Regions from separate parts of the Delphinus delphis genome. Here region 1 is linked to region 2. Evidence: chromatin contacts called from public Hi-C data. All regions are on one chromosome and are shown on one strand. Each heading gives the region's core, a stretch centred on a gene start, on an enhancer-like site or on the middle of the called end of the contact. The rest is flanking DNA. Distances are from core to core; before and after follow the strand shown. Region 1 holds the start of ZNF322 (zinc finger protein 322). Region 2 holds the start of LOC132432753 (histone H4).

Region 1 (6,531 bases), core at 952-3,451, 310 kb after region 2:
TTTCTCTTCATAGCACTTATCATCATCCAACTTTGTGGTACATATCTTATATTTGTTAACTTGTTTCTCTCTCCTACTAGAATATAACTTCCATTAGGGTTAGGACTTAGTCTTTTGTTCACTGCAATATTCCTAGCGTCTAGAATACATTTGTTGAATGAATGAAAAATATGAATGAATATCAGAACCAAAAAAGAGCCATCATCCTCTAAGCCTCAGCATCAATATAACAGGCTAGGCTAGTAGCCCTGGCTGGTGCATCTGGCAAACCCAAATATATACTTCAAGTCTTAGCTTCAGGGTACCCTTCGCTAAGAGGTTTCTCTTACCTCTTCCTAGGAAAAGACTGGTTCTCTCTTCCATGGCTAGGGTCAGAGTGCACAGAATAGGCAGACAGGCTGAGTACAGAACTTCAAAGCTCAAGGCTACCCTTATAGTTAAAGTATGTACGTGACAGGCAGATAAAGTTGATAAGGTGTTATCTAAAAAACTAGATAATGCTTACTGTATCAGGTCCCAGGCTAGGGATTACCTCATTTATTTTTCATTAATTACATGGATTATCTCATTTAATCTTCCCAAGATTGTAAAATAGGTATGAATACCAATGTTTGTGCCTTACAGATAGAAAACCTCATGCTCAGGGCAGTTAACTAACTAAAGAGCTCACAGCTAGTAAGCAGCAGAGCCAGTATCTAAACCTCTATCTTCTGACTCCAGGGCCTGCTTAAGCATTGGGCATACTGCCTTTTGGGGGCTGCAAACCAATCACAAAGGAATTACTAAAAGCCTATTGTGAATAAGCCTGTTGAAAAGGAGTAGAAAATACACTTAAATTGGTAGGACAGCACTGGTTTTAGCACTCTGCTATCTCAGGAGCTAAGAAAGGGTCATGTATCTTCTTTCCATGTATCTTCTCCCATTGCTCCTCGTCTCCCCCAGTTTCCCTCTCCTCCGGCCTCAAAAATCCACTGTTTATATAGAAACATACAGCCTGGTATGTTACTTACCATAACAACAAAGACTCAAGACTATCTTCCTTTTGGCTCCAAAAGGTCTCTAGTCCATAACTATTCACAACACTCAATTCTTCCCTCTCCTAGAGGAAAAAAAATCAATAATGTAGAAATTTATAATTTTTGTGAAATTTATAACTTTTCTGAGGCTTGAACATCTAAAAATTGGTTCCATTTACTCCCCAGTCTGGTCAGTATCTTTCAACCGTAACTTACCTCTTCCCACCTTTCCTTACATTCTATTTTCTCCTGCAAGAAGCACCTGCCACTGGTAGCCATCAGTTCCTTCCCAAACAGCTCTAGACAAAACACCGAGAATCCTTCTGGGTAATGACTAACCTTAACTTCATAATAAAGCCCTGAGTCCTGTTCTACTTGTTTCAATTTTTACCTCAACTTCTGAGATCAATGACCCATTCTTCTACCACTATAAACCTCAAGATGCAGTTGATAAGTGCATATGATACAAAGCTATATATAATGCCGGTTTCCAAAAATGGTTATGGAATGATTAAATAAACCAGATTTTTCTGCATACAGATTCGATGCAACATGACCAATCTCTGCCTTAAAGATAGGGGTGGGCGGTGGGTGGAGAACATTCAACGTCCTTGTTTTTTTTTTTCCCCCCAAAGTGAAAGATACACTTAGATCACTTAGAAAAGTGCCTGGCAGTGTTTACTATTATCTCCAGGAACGATAGTACTAAGCTTCTCTTCCTTCAACTTTTCATTGACCTCCTTTCAGTCGCCGTCACGGGGGGGGGGGGGGGGTCCCAGACCCTGCTCTGTTGCGAGGACCAGAGGCTGCTCCTACCAGGCGGAGGCCGAGGGGTTCTCGGGTCCCGCAGAACCCCTCCCCCGATCCCTGGGCCCCGCAGGCCATGCCCCTCCCAGGCCCCGCGGGCCGCGCTTACCACGGCAGCAGCCGGCGCCGCCCCTCCGCCTGGGACGGCACTTCCGGTTACTCTCCGGACACTCGGGTTTGGGTTTCCCGGCGGCCGCAGGCTCCTGGCGGTAAACCTAAGGGCCCACCTTCGGGAAAAGAAGGAAAGCCAACCTGGGAGGCCGACGAGAACCAGAAGCAGACCCCTTTGCGTGGCTCGGCGAGGGCAGTTGAGGCCAGGCCATCCAGGGGGCTCTTTAAGGGCCGACAAGGCCGGCTACCCGAGCCCTTTCAGCCTGGCTGGGAAGCGGCCGGCGCAGCCCCGCCCCCGAGAATCACATGATCACCCCCTGTTCAGCCACTGGGGCAGTCCACCCCCGGCCTCTGGGCCAATAGGGGCCGAGCCTCTGGACCGGGGGCGGGGCTCTGGGGCGCCTGCGCTCCGGGGCCCTTGGTGTTTCGGGGCGGAGCGGTCGAGGACTTTATTTAGGGATCCTTTCCGATGCTACTGACGTCTGGGGGTGACGAGAGGACCCCACTACCACCTTGTCTAAGAAGAAGCAACCCTGTTTATCTTACCGTTTCCGACTTATGTTCTCTTTCCTGAAGGCTGTTAAAAGAGGACTCGAGGCAGGAGTAGCGTCAGAAGAGATGGATGCCACCGACCCTGTGGAAAACACCCCAAAGGAGCTGGAAGAAATGGTGGATACCAAAACACGGTGGAAGCGCTCCGCCACCCAAGATGTGGCCAGAGAGATGAATGAAATGCTTTAAAGGGGGGGTAGTGTTGGCTTTGTGTGGGTAGAGAAAACTGCAGAGGAGGATAGGACTGCTCTGATTGTAGGAGGTTTCCCAGGCCTTCCTGATTGTTTATGGGCTGGAATCAACTTAAGTAATCACCTATGTTTGGGTTGGAGCAGAAATGAGATTTCCTTCAGAGAGAAGTAAATATACCTATATCTACATCTCCCCTTGCTCAATTGTTCAGTGAAAAAAAAGTTTCCTAAAATCCCTCAGACATCAAAGGAGAAAGATTAGTACTAGGAATATAGAGGACAAAGGGCTGGGTAATGAGACTAAGAACTTGGATTGGGAGAAAAATACTGAGTTTAGAGAGTGGTGAGAGCATCATCAGGGTCATAACAGTCGTTTATTCAAGATTCACTAATCATGTTCCTAACTCTGGAATTCTTCCCCAGAGGAGTTGCAGCTTAGTTTCATGTTTGTTTTTAATGAAAACTTCCAAGTAAGGCCCAAATATTCTATCCAGAGCCTTCTTAATATTTGAAATAATTTTTAATAACTTTAGAGTATGTGATATGTTCCAGACATTGTTCTCATCATTTTACACATATTATCCCTTTAACTTGTAACAAAAATTCTATGAGTGATGAATTGGGTGATTGGGATTGACATATATGCACTAATATGTATAAAATGGATAACTCATAAGAACCTGATATATAAAAAAATAAAATTAAATTAAAAAAATTCTATGAGATATTTATTATTATTTTTATCTTAGGAGAAAACTGGTGCAGGAAGAGATTGAGTACCTTGCCCAAGATCACACATTTAGTAACTAGTGAAGCTGAAATATGAACATTCATACCAGAGCCTGTGGTTGCCATCATTGTACTTATAGGGCTGTATCAATAGTGGTGACTGTATAGTGGAAAAGTACTGAGTTCTGATTCCTACACTGTGTATAGGAAGGTCTCAATAATTGTTGAATTGAACTCTTCAGCTTTTTCTTTAAAGATACATTGACCCAAGCAAAGAGCTCATTTTATTCATTGTTTCATTCACTCAACACATGTTTATTGAGCACTTCCAGTTCACCTGACACGATACTGAGTATTAGGAATTTAAAGGCAGGAAAGACTCAGTCCCATTCCTCTAACGGTTCACAGCCTACTATGGAGAGAGCAAGTGGTGTGATGGAGGTAGAAGTTACATAAGGTAGTGTGGGAGCAGAGAGAAGGAGCACTTGTTTGAGAAAGGGTCAGAAATGACTGTAGAACGTGGGGCATGAGGTGAGGCTTGAAGGAATGGAAGCAAGGAGTTGAAGATGGGACTGGAATGGAAGATGGGAAATAGGTCAGAGATGTTTTAATGTGATTTCAGTTAATGGACTTTATCTTGTAAGAACTGGGAATCCATTCATGGGGTAGCTCAATTATCCCCAACCTTAAAATCTTTAGAAGGATGATTTTATTTTAGTTTTACATATAGAGAGAAGCAAAACAGGAAGCCTGGAGACAAGGATAAAGAATAAGGTAGAGTAGCCAGAAAATTAGGAAAATGAAAAAAATGGGTCATGGCAACCAAGGGAGGAGAGGTTCAATTAAAAGTTTATTGAGAGCAATGTCAAATAACGAGATCAGATGAGATAGCACCAAAGAACATCGGATAAAGTTTACATGAGAATTACTATGTTCTAAGTGCTGTTATAGGCACTTTATAGTATTAGCTCACTTAATCATCCAACAACACTGTGTGCTTTAATTCTCACAATAACCCCATATTATAGATGAGGAAGATGAGGTACAAGGAGGATAAGTAATTTGGGCAAAATCATGCAGCTGTTAAGAGGCAGAATGGGGATTTAAACACTGGGAGTCTGGCTTCTGAGTCTGTGCTTGTTACCACTACCCTATCCTGCCTCTCTAAAGAGGCTCTGCGGAGTTTAGGAAAAAAAGAGGTTTTTTTTCTTTAGTAAGGGCAGCTTCTGTGGACTGTGGTGGAAAGGGAAGTAGGGAATGCAGGTAGCATCTTTTCTTTCAGAAGCTTGGCTATGAAGAAGAACAAAGAAAGGCCATCTCTAGCATGGAACACAGGTCTTAAACAGTGAGCAGGGCCTAGGGCTTCAGGGTGGGGGAGATTTTAATATGTTGCTAAAGGAAACAAGTTCATAGAAAGGATGAGGATTCAGGAAAGGGGTATTTGGTGTAGAGAGGCCGCTTAGGAAACAGGAGAGGCTGAGGTCTGCAGTACGAAGAGGAACTAGCCTTGAATGGGAGAAGGAATCTCCCATTCCTTCAGAGATCAGAGCAGGAAAATATATCTGTGTTGCTTTGGTCTTGTTCAGAAACCCCTACTTTTAGAATTTGGAGGGAGGAACCTCAACTCAACATAGATACTCTATTCATCAGGCTCCCATCTATTCTATTAGTCATTCGCCAGAACCCTGATTCAGAGGAATTTTTCTCACAAGAAATAATCTTCTGTTTGATTGAATCCAAAGATAAAAAGCAGTAATATGTAGGGCTTCCCTGGTGGCGCAGTGGTTGAGAATCTGCCTGCTGATGCAGGGGACACAGGTCCGAGCCCTGGTCTGGGAGGATCCCACATGCCGCAGAACAACTAGGCCCGTGAGCCACAACTACTGAGCCTGCGCGTCTGGAGCCTGTGCTCCGCAGCAAGAGAGGCCATGATAGTGAGAGGCCTGTGCACTGCGATGAAGAGTGGCCCCCGCTTGCCACAACTAGAGAAAGCCCTTGCACAGAAACGAAGACCCAACACAGCAAAAATTAATTAATTAATTAAAAAACTCCTACCCCCAACATCTTCTTAAAAAAAAAAAAATCAGTAATACATGTTTGAAAATAAATCACCATGTTCATGTTTCAGCAATTCCAGTAGGATAGCATTGCTGTTCTTTACCTCCTGATTTCCCAGGTATCTCAGATTTTCCCACTGAAGTATAACCAAGCATAGAGGAGAATGAACAAGTACCTCAAAGTGGCTTCTCACAGTTGGAAAGTTAATTTGGGTGTCTCATTTTATCTTTAAAACTCATGCAATTTGCATTCTACCCTGTGATCTAGTTGGGCACTGGAAATAGAAAATTAAAAAAATTGGTTCCTATCATTAATAAATCATAGTTGAAAAATGAAATAGATATTTGCCTAGTTTAGAGGTGGCAAATCTATGTAGTAAATTACTAGCTCTTCCCCCATATCCGTGGCACTAACACCAATCAGTTGTGAATTTTCTTTTCCATTTTACAAAAACTTAAGCTCAGGTACCTTCTCAATACAATATCCACTGTCAGTCAATCAGGATGGATTTTGCTTTGCTACCCCTGTGCACGAGAAAAGTTTAATTCAATAGCATATGAACTAGAGGAAAGATCTGTACAAAGTACCATAAGAATGTTGAAGGAAGTGGGTTATTCTGTCTGGAGGGATCAGAGGAGACTTTACGAAAAAAGATAGGCAGTCTACGGCTGTTATGATTGCTTTGTTCCACAACTCTTCAGAAAGCCGGGTTTCTTCCAGTTCATTGTCCCCTGTTCGTTGGAATGTTGCTTTTATCTGGTAGGTAGAATTCCAACCATCACATTCACATTTTAGACAGAAAGATGGAGAAAGAGATAAAGAAGAAAAGGCAAAGGGCATGTGCCAGCTTTTAGTAAAGGAAGTTTCCAAGAAGCTGCCACACAATCATTCCACCTGCATCTCATTGGCCAGACCTCAGTCACACTGTCACATGGAGTAGCAAGTACTAATCCTATGGATGAAAGTGAATATGGATATTACATGGGAATCTGGGATGGGGGAAGGAAGAAGGGAAGTTGCTTTGTTAAATACTGGATTAAATCAAGTGGTCTATTTTTCATTTTCTG
Region 2 (6,527 bases), core at 2,125-4,624:
TTCTTTTTTCTGTTCACACACAAAATTCTAACTATCAAATTCACATTTTTATTAATTCTATTTATCATTCAGGGAGGTATTATGGGATAGGTAGCATTGAAGCGCCTGTGAATCATTTTTCACCAGATTTGCATAGAAAGTATTGTAAATAAAGTAATTAAGTAAAAAAAAAAATTCTGGCTTTTGACCCAAAGATTCTAAAATAGAATTTTGGAGCCTTCAGTGCATTTGTGTGTGGAGGGGGAGGTGAGGATAATACCAATATTTGCATAAACTTCAGTGAAAGTCTTGTCAGTTAACGTTACCCTATGAGTTGATGAAATATCCTGGATCTTATTCTGTAAACAGAGTGACCACAATGGCATTTTCATAAGATAGTCAGCAAGCAACTTGGATACTGCCAAAGGAGCTTCACTATGTGTGCAAGAAAGCACCTGTTTTAAACATGGATGTAACAGTTAATGATCTTTGCTTTGCGTACTTTTGTGTTCAGTTTTCACCATTAAAACAAATGCAAAATCCTTTCTTTGGGCTTTGTGTGTGTGATTAAGGAAGTATTCAATGGAACTTTGAGAATCAAATTTAACTACAAACATGTTTATAAAAAATTTGAAGCAAATGTTTAAGAAAGGATACTGTTAGAAATTCTCTTTCCAAATAACATTTTCTTCAGTAGGTCAAAATGTATTACGAATATTTAAGGGAGAAAACCCACACAAGGACAGCAGGCCTAGAAAGTGCAAGTGCCAAAAACTTTTAGTAAAAGAGTTTGAACTAAAGAGAAAAAGCAGGGAGTTCCCTGGTGGCCTAGTGGTCAGGATTCAGCACTTTCACTGCTGTGGCCCGGGTTCAATCCCTGGATGGGGAACTGAGATCGCGCAAGCTGCATGGCACAGCCAAAATTAAAAAATAAAATAAAATAAGGAGAAAAAGCAGGAACGTTTTCCTAGAAGGATAAGGAGAGGAAATGAGAAAAATATGGAGAGACACAGTATATGTATGTTATGGAAGCAAAAACATGCCAGTGGGAATGACAGTTTAATTCAGGAAAAATGAATAAGAAAATAGATCATACCAAAGTAAAGATTAGGTGGCTGAAAAAGAGAAATGCATTTAAGACTTAGATGGGAAGGAGATAAATCAGCCAGGGGTCAGAAGAGCTGTCTGCCCCAGACCAGGATTGGTGTCCCCAAATGCCCAGAGTAACTACTGTCATGTTATAAATCCCTGTCAGGCTAAGTGGGGCGAGATTGTACTTATGTATTTCTGCAACTATAATATTGCTCAAAAGTATTTCTACCCTGGGATTTCTTTTTCCTAAAGTACAACTGTACCCTGAAAAGTGTTGGTATATTCTGGTAGTTTTCAACCCTGGCTAAGTATCGGAATTGTCTTTTGAATACATATATATTCCATGGGATGATATGTGTACATATATTCCATATATATATATATATTCCTCAACGGTGATATTCTGATTGAGTTAGTTTGTGGAGAGTGGTTCTGGGCATTTTATATTTTTAGAAGACTTTTGTTTAACATCACAGTTTTATTTGTGTGAATATTTCATGTGTCCATTTAGCCACAACTTGTTTGCAGGGTTTTTATTTGAAGAGCCTCACTCACATGAATGGGGCTCTGTGAAGCCAGGTTCACTCTGAGAATGAGAGTTCTAGGGTGACCCACCCTTTCCCAAGCTACAGGACCAAGGAAAACCTGAACTCTTCCTAGAGTGGAAGAATCCATTTTTAATATAAATCTATAATTGTATACCTCTTAAATATTCCTGTTTTGACATTCATGATTTTTGAGTCCATGTCATTGAGAAAAAATTAGAAAAGAAGAAATTAGGAGAAGGGAATAAGAAAAAAAGAACCATGTCATACACATTATTTTAAATTTATTTTCATGAATTAAAAAGCATGTTGAGATTTCATGTTTACCTGTGAACGCTGACCTTGCACTTTTCCTCTGTAATGAATGGCATTTCTTCCTAGCTAAGTCTCTGCTTATAAGGTGCATGTTTGTGGTGGGAAAGGGTAGTGAAAGTCAGGAGCCTAAAAACACTCACTTTGGGGCAGAAGAATATAACCATCTAATTATTTCAGAAGTGATACAAACCATATGTCATCCAGAGCTTTCCTGCCCTCTCCTGGGTCTTTTGTCTCCATCTTTGGGCCTCTTCTCCCTTTTTACCTAAGTCTGAGGTTATTATATGAGGTCTCTCTCAGACCATAATCTCATTCTAAATCTCTCCAACAGACATTTATTTATTAACCAGGATGGGGGGGAGGGGTGTCTTTTTTTTTTTTTCAATTTAACTAGAGTGACTCTTACTGTGGAAATTTTTTAAAGTTGTCAGGAAGCCAGAGAAACTTTTTGATTTGAGAAATCCTTCTCTTCAAACCATATTCAGATCCAGTTCTGTTCTATTCGGCTTTTTTTAAAAAAAGAATGAAAACAAAAATGGGATTAACCTGTTCAAAACACCCATAATCTCATCATAGGCCTCCCAGGGGAGGGCCCTGTAGGCTTTGTAATGACCTTAATCAAGTATTAGCCCTATCTTACTATTAATCCTGGACTCTACAAAACAAACGTATGTTCTTGTCTCTAAAACTAGAGAAGGTTGAGAAAGGATTAATGAAAGAAGGAAAGGAGCTTTTAGGAAATGCAGGCCAATCAGGCGCAGGCCAGGAAGAGGGTCCAGAGGTAACTGATTACCCAAGCCTAGTTTTAAATTCCTTCTCTCACGTGCGTTTGCAGAAAAAGGAGTCACCCAGTACGTGTTTGAATTGAGGAAGAGAAGAAAAGGAAGAAGTTTTAATTTGCAGTCGTTTGTCTACCTTTTTGTCTTTCCAAACACAGGTCTTTTAGGACGAGAGCCTCTTCATGGCCAGGCTTATATTTCGCCCCATCAAAATGCGTCCTTTAAAACTGAAACATTAAAAGGACTGAAAGGGAAAGTCCCTTGACCTATAACTCTATCTTCCTTTACACATTATTTTTACCTTCCCCAAGGAACCATTATCTAACATTAGTTACCAAGTTACCAAAAGGAAATGTGGAGTGAAGCTCTTTGCTCCGTGTCCTTGAGCTGAATATACTCAACTTGCAAACGCGCACGGAAGAAAAATAGTGCAGGGCAAAAGAGAAACTAAAGCTCTTCAGCTGATTGAAGGCCACCTCACATTACGGCCCGCCAGACGAAGAGCTAGGTATTCCGACCAATCAAAACATTGAAATGTTAATAAGCCCCTCCTTGCCCCACCCCTTGATGACCTAATGTGGAAAAGCCACCAGGGCTCTCGTTTTCAATCAGGTCCGCAAGAATGCTATTTAAAGAGCAGTGCTAAGTTCAAAAAGTTACTGTGACAGCAGCCATGTCTGGTCGCGGAAAGGGTGGTAAGGGCCTCGGCAAAGGCGGCGCTAAGCGTCACCGCAAGGTCTTACGGGACAACATCCAGGGCATCACCAAGCCAGCTATTCGTCGCCTGGCTCGCCGTGGTGGTGTCAAGCGCATTTCTGGGCTAATTTACGAGGAGACTCGCGGGGTGTTGAAAGTGTTTTTGGAGAACGTGATTCGGGACGCTGTTACCTACACCGAGCACGCCAAGCGGAAGACTGTCACCGCCATGGACGTGGTTTACGCACTCAAACGCCAGGGCCGCACCCTTTACGGCTTCGGTGGTTGATCACGGCATCGGCCGAGACAGACTTCGACATCTTCTAAAAAAACCAAAAAGGCCCTTTTCAGGGCCGCCCACAAACTCGCTGAAGGGCTGTTGGACGTTGCGGAGGTGTGTGAAAGCCAAATGTCAGAGCTAATTTAACATGCGAAGTATGGTCGGAAGCTGCATTAACACGGCAGCTATGTAACTAAATACTTAGGGCCTTGCGCTTCACTAAGGTGTTAAACTTGGGTCTTTATGAAGAAAGTAGGCTTTCACAAACGGTGAAACGCGAAGTGATGTATAAGGTTGGACCCATGAGAGAAATGTGCCTATTTTATGCATCTGGAAATATTAGAACTGTCCTTAAGTGGACGGCTGGAGGCATCCATGGCACAAAAGTTCACAGTATCACCCACACAACAGAGAGCTATGCAAATGAAGGCTCTTTGGGGACAAGCTTTCATTGGCTGGTTCTCAGTGTGGCGAAGAAACCACTGTTTAATTGCGGAGGGTGGTGTTACAAGGCTGTTTTCCTATTGGCCAAAACAAGGGGTTTCATACCGGTACCCGGAACTTAAGGGAAAACCTTCATTGGTTAACTTTTTAATCCGATGCAATCCAGGCGCTAATGGGCCCGAGGAACAAAGGCGCAGAGTGGCCGAGCCGCTTCTACACAGGTTGGAGTAGTGCCGGGAGGTCGGCTGGCTTCTGGGCGGGATGAAGCCAGTTGTTCCTCCTTTCTCTTTGCGGTGATAGTCTGGGGTCAGTCCACTGCTGGACACAGAGAAGTAGCTCACTGCCTTGTCCAGCAAGTGAAGAATTTTCCTGCACTATCCCAACTCCAGCCTCAGAGGGAAACAGTGGCCACCTTATCCAAGCAAAGCAGGGCTGTGGCTGATTCTGTACAAATTGAAACCATTGTATTTAGTCGTTTTCCATATAGGATACAATTAATTTTTTTTTTCTGTGGCCCGATTATACAAATGAATTCAGACAGGATATAGAACATGTTTGTATGTGTGACTGCATTAATTACGTAGTTTTGCAATGGGCTTTGTTCGAAGTCGCCCCCAATACCAAGGCCCAAAATAAGATTAACAGTATAAATTTATTTTATGAGGATCTTTAAGAACGCTAAATTACAAACTAAGTGAAAACAAACAACTGTTTAAAGCGGAAAAGATGCTTTAACTCCGACCCTAAGCGTTTCCTAATACAAGCAGGTTTGTGATTTAAAGGTCACACCCTAATATTTGAACCTCCAACATCTCCACACGTTTTAGAGTTAACGTTTTTCAGCCTGTGTAGCACAATCTGAACAAGCCTATCATTCTCTTCATAAATAGAGAACAATTATATCAAGACTAATGATATTATCAAACCAAATTTTAATGTAACAGTATGTGCTTAATATATAGTCATCTGGTAACCACTTGCAAACTAATGAAGGTGAAAGGCATTTCAATATTCTTGCAAATGTAAAACGGAAACATCTGTGATTTATGCAACTAATCACTCATAGTGGAAAGAAATCTGTTTAACGAGAGGTAAACTTCTCACTAATCCAAACTGAGACCTTGGTTTCTGTATATTAACCCCTGTAAAGTCCATGGAGACTGAGTTCAGAAATCTTACATGGAAAGGCACATTAAGTCATATACTAGCGTATCATTAGGTGAAAAAACATGGTCAGGTATGGTTGGGCACGGAGCTGATCTCCTCTCCTCTCTCGGCTTAAAATCCAGCACTTTTCTAAGCATTTAGGAACTTACATACAAGGAATGTGCCTTATTTTTATTAGGATGGACAACCTAACTTTCTGGAACTGGGCAGTCAGCATACCATTAAGTATCCAAAGCTCTTCAAAGTCTGTACCGTTTGTCTGACAAGACACTTATCACCACATCACAATCTTGCTTATTGTCAAGTGATAAAGTTGACGAATAGTCTTTTCTTCCGGGGTCTTCTGAAAATGCAATGTCACACCCTCAAAATCATTTGAGTGGCTCTTAAAAGAGCCGTTGGGTTCTATGAAAACTGGCCGTTGCCGAAATGTTACTTCTTGGTTGTTGCTTTCCTAGGATTAGTCTTCAGCTGGATCAGTTTAGAATTCCCAGCCTTGGGCTTCCCTGCTCTGGCCTTCGCTGGACTTTGCCGTTGTTGTTTGCCCTTGGCGCCTTTAGCTTTTCTGCCACTCGAACGTGCTTTCTCAGCCATTGTTTTCCTCGGCGTCTTTGCTTTTTTGTTGGTCTTAGCTTTCTGCGGAGATTTGGAGTTTCCGGCCAAGACCTGCTTCTTTGTCTTGGTAGAAACAGGCTTCTTGACCTTTCCCTTGGTGGGCTCAGCAGCAACCTTCTTGCTGAGCTTGAAAGAGCCGGAAGCACCGGTACCCCTGGTCTGCACCAGAATTCCTTTGCTAACCAGGCTCTTGAGACCCAGCTTGATGCGGCTGTTGTTCTTCTCCACGTCATAGCCCACGGCTGCTAGCGCCTTTTTCAGTGCTACCACAGACATGCCAGCTCTGTCTTGAGAAATGGAAAGGGCCTCGATGATCAACTTGGACAATGAGACGCTTGTGGTCTTGCGACTTTCACCCGTCAAACCAACCGGCTTCTTGTCCTTTTTTTGGGGGGGAGGTTTTTCCATGGACGGCGGAACCTGGTCCGCTAGAGCGACAGGCACCATCTCAGACATTACATTAGAGTAGAGCAATACGTACCACCTAGCAAATAGCATAAACTATTGCACGGGCCTCAGGGCCTTATATAGGGCAGGGCGCGCTGTGATTGGTGCGTCGCTCAGGCACCGCCCCCGCCCTTGGGGAAGGAGCATTTGTGTTTGTTTCACGGCCAA

What was found. A called contact is a pair of places that touch in the nucleus more often than the background predicts.
Region 1: a contact with region 2 is called in a Hi-C map of lung, with 4 times the contacts expected there. The contact joins the promoter of ZNF322 here to the promoter of LOC132432753 in region 2. A contact is called at or near these places in 2 of 3 Hi-C or Micro-C datasets (lung and muscle).

What each region holds. Positions count from the first base shown.
Region 1 is chr10:21,170,005-21,176,535 of mDelDel1.2, forward strand. It overlaps ZNF322 (zinc finger protein 322), which reads right to left and starts at 2,202. Exons shown (of 2, transcript XM_060023438.1): 1 at 2,076-2,202.
Region 2 is chr10:20,862,880-20,869,406 of mDelDel1.2, forward strand. LOC132432753 (histone H4) reads left to right here and starts at 3,375. Exons shown (of 1, transcript XM_060023504.1): 1 at 3,375-3,770. The coding sequence starts at 3,384. The coding sequence ends at 3,695. H1-6 (H1.6 linker histone, cluster member) reads right to left here and starts at 6,410. Exons shown (of 1, transcript XM_060023454.1): 1 at 5,730-6,410. The coding sequence starts at 6,410. The coding sequence ends at 5,730.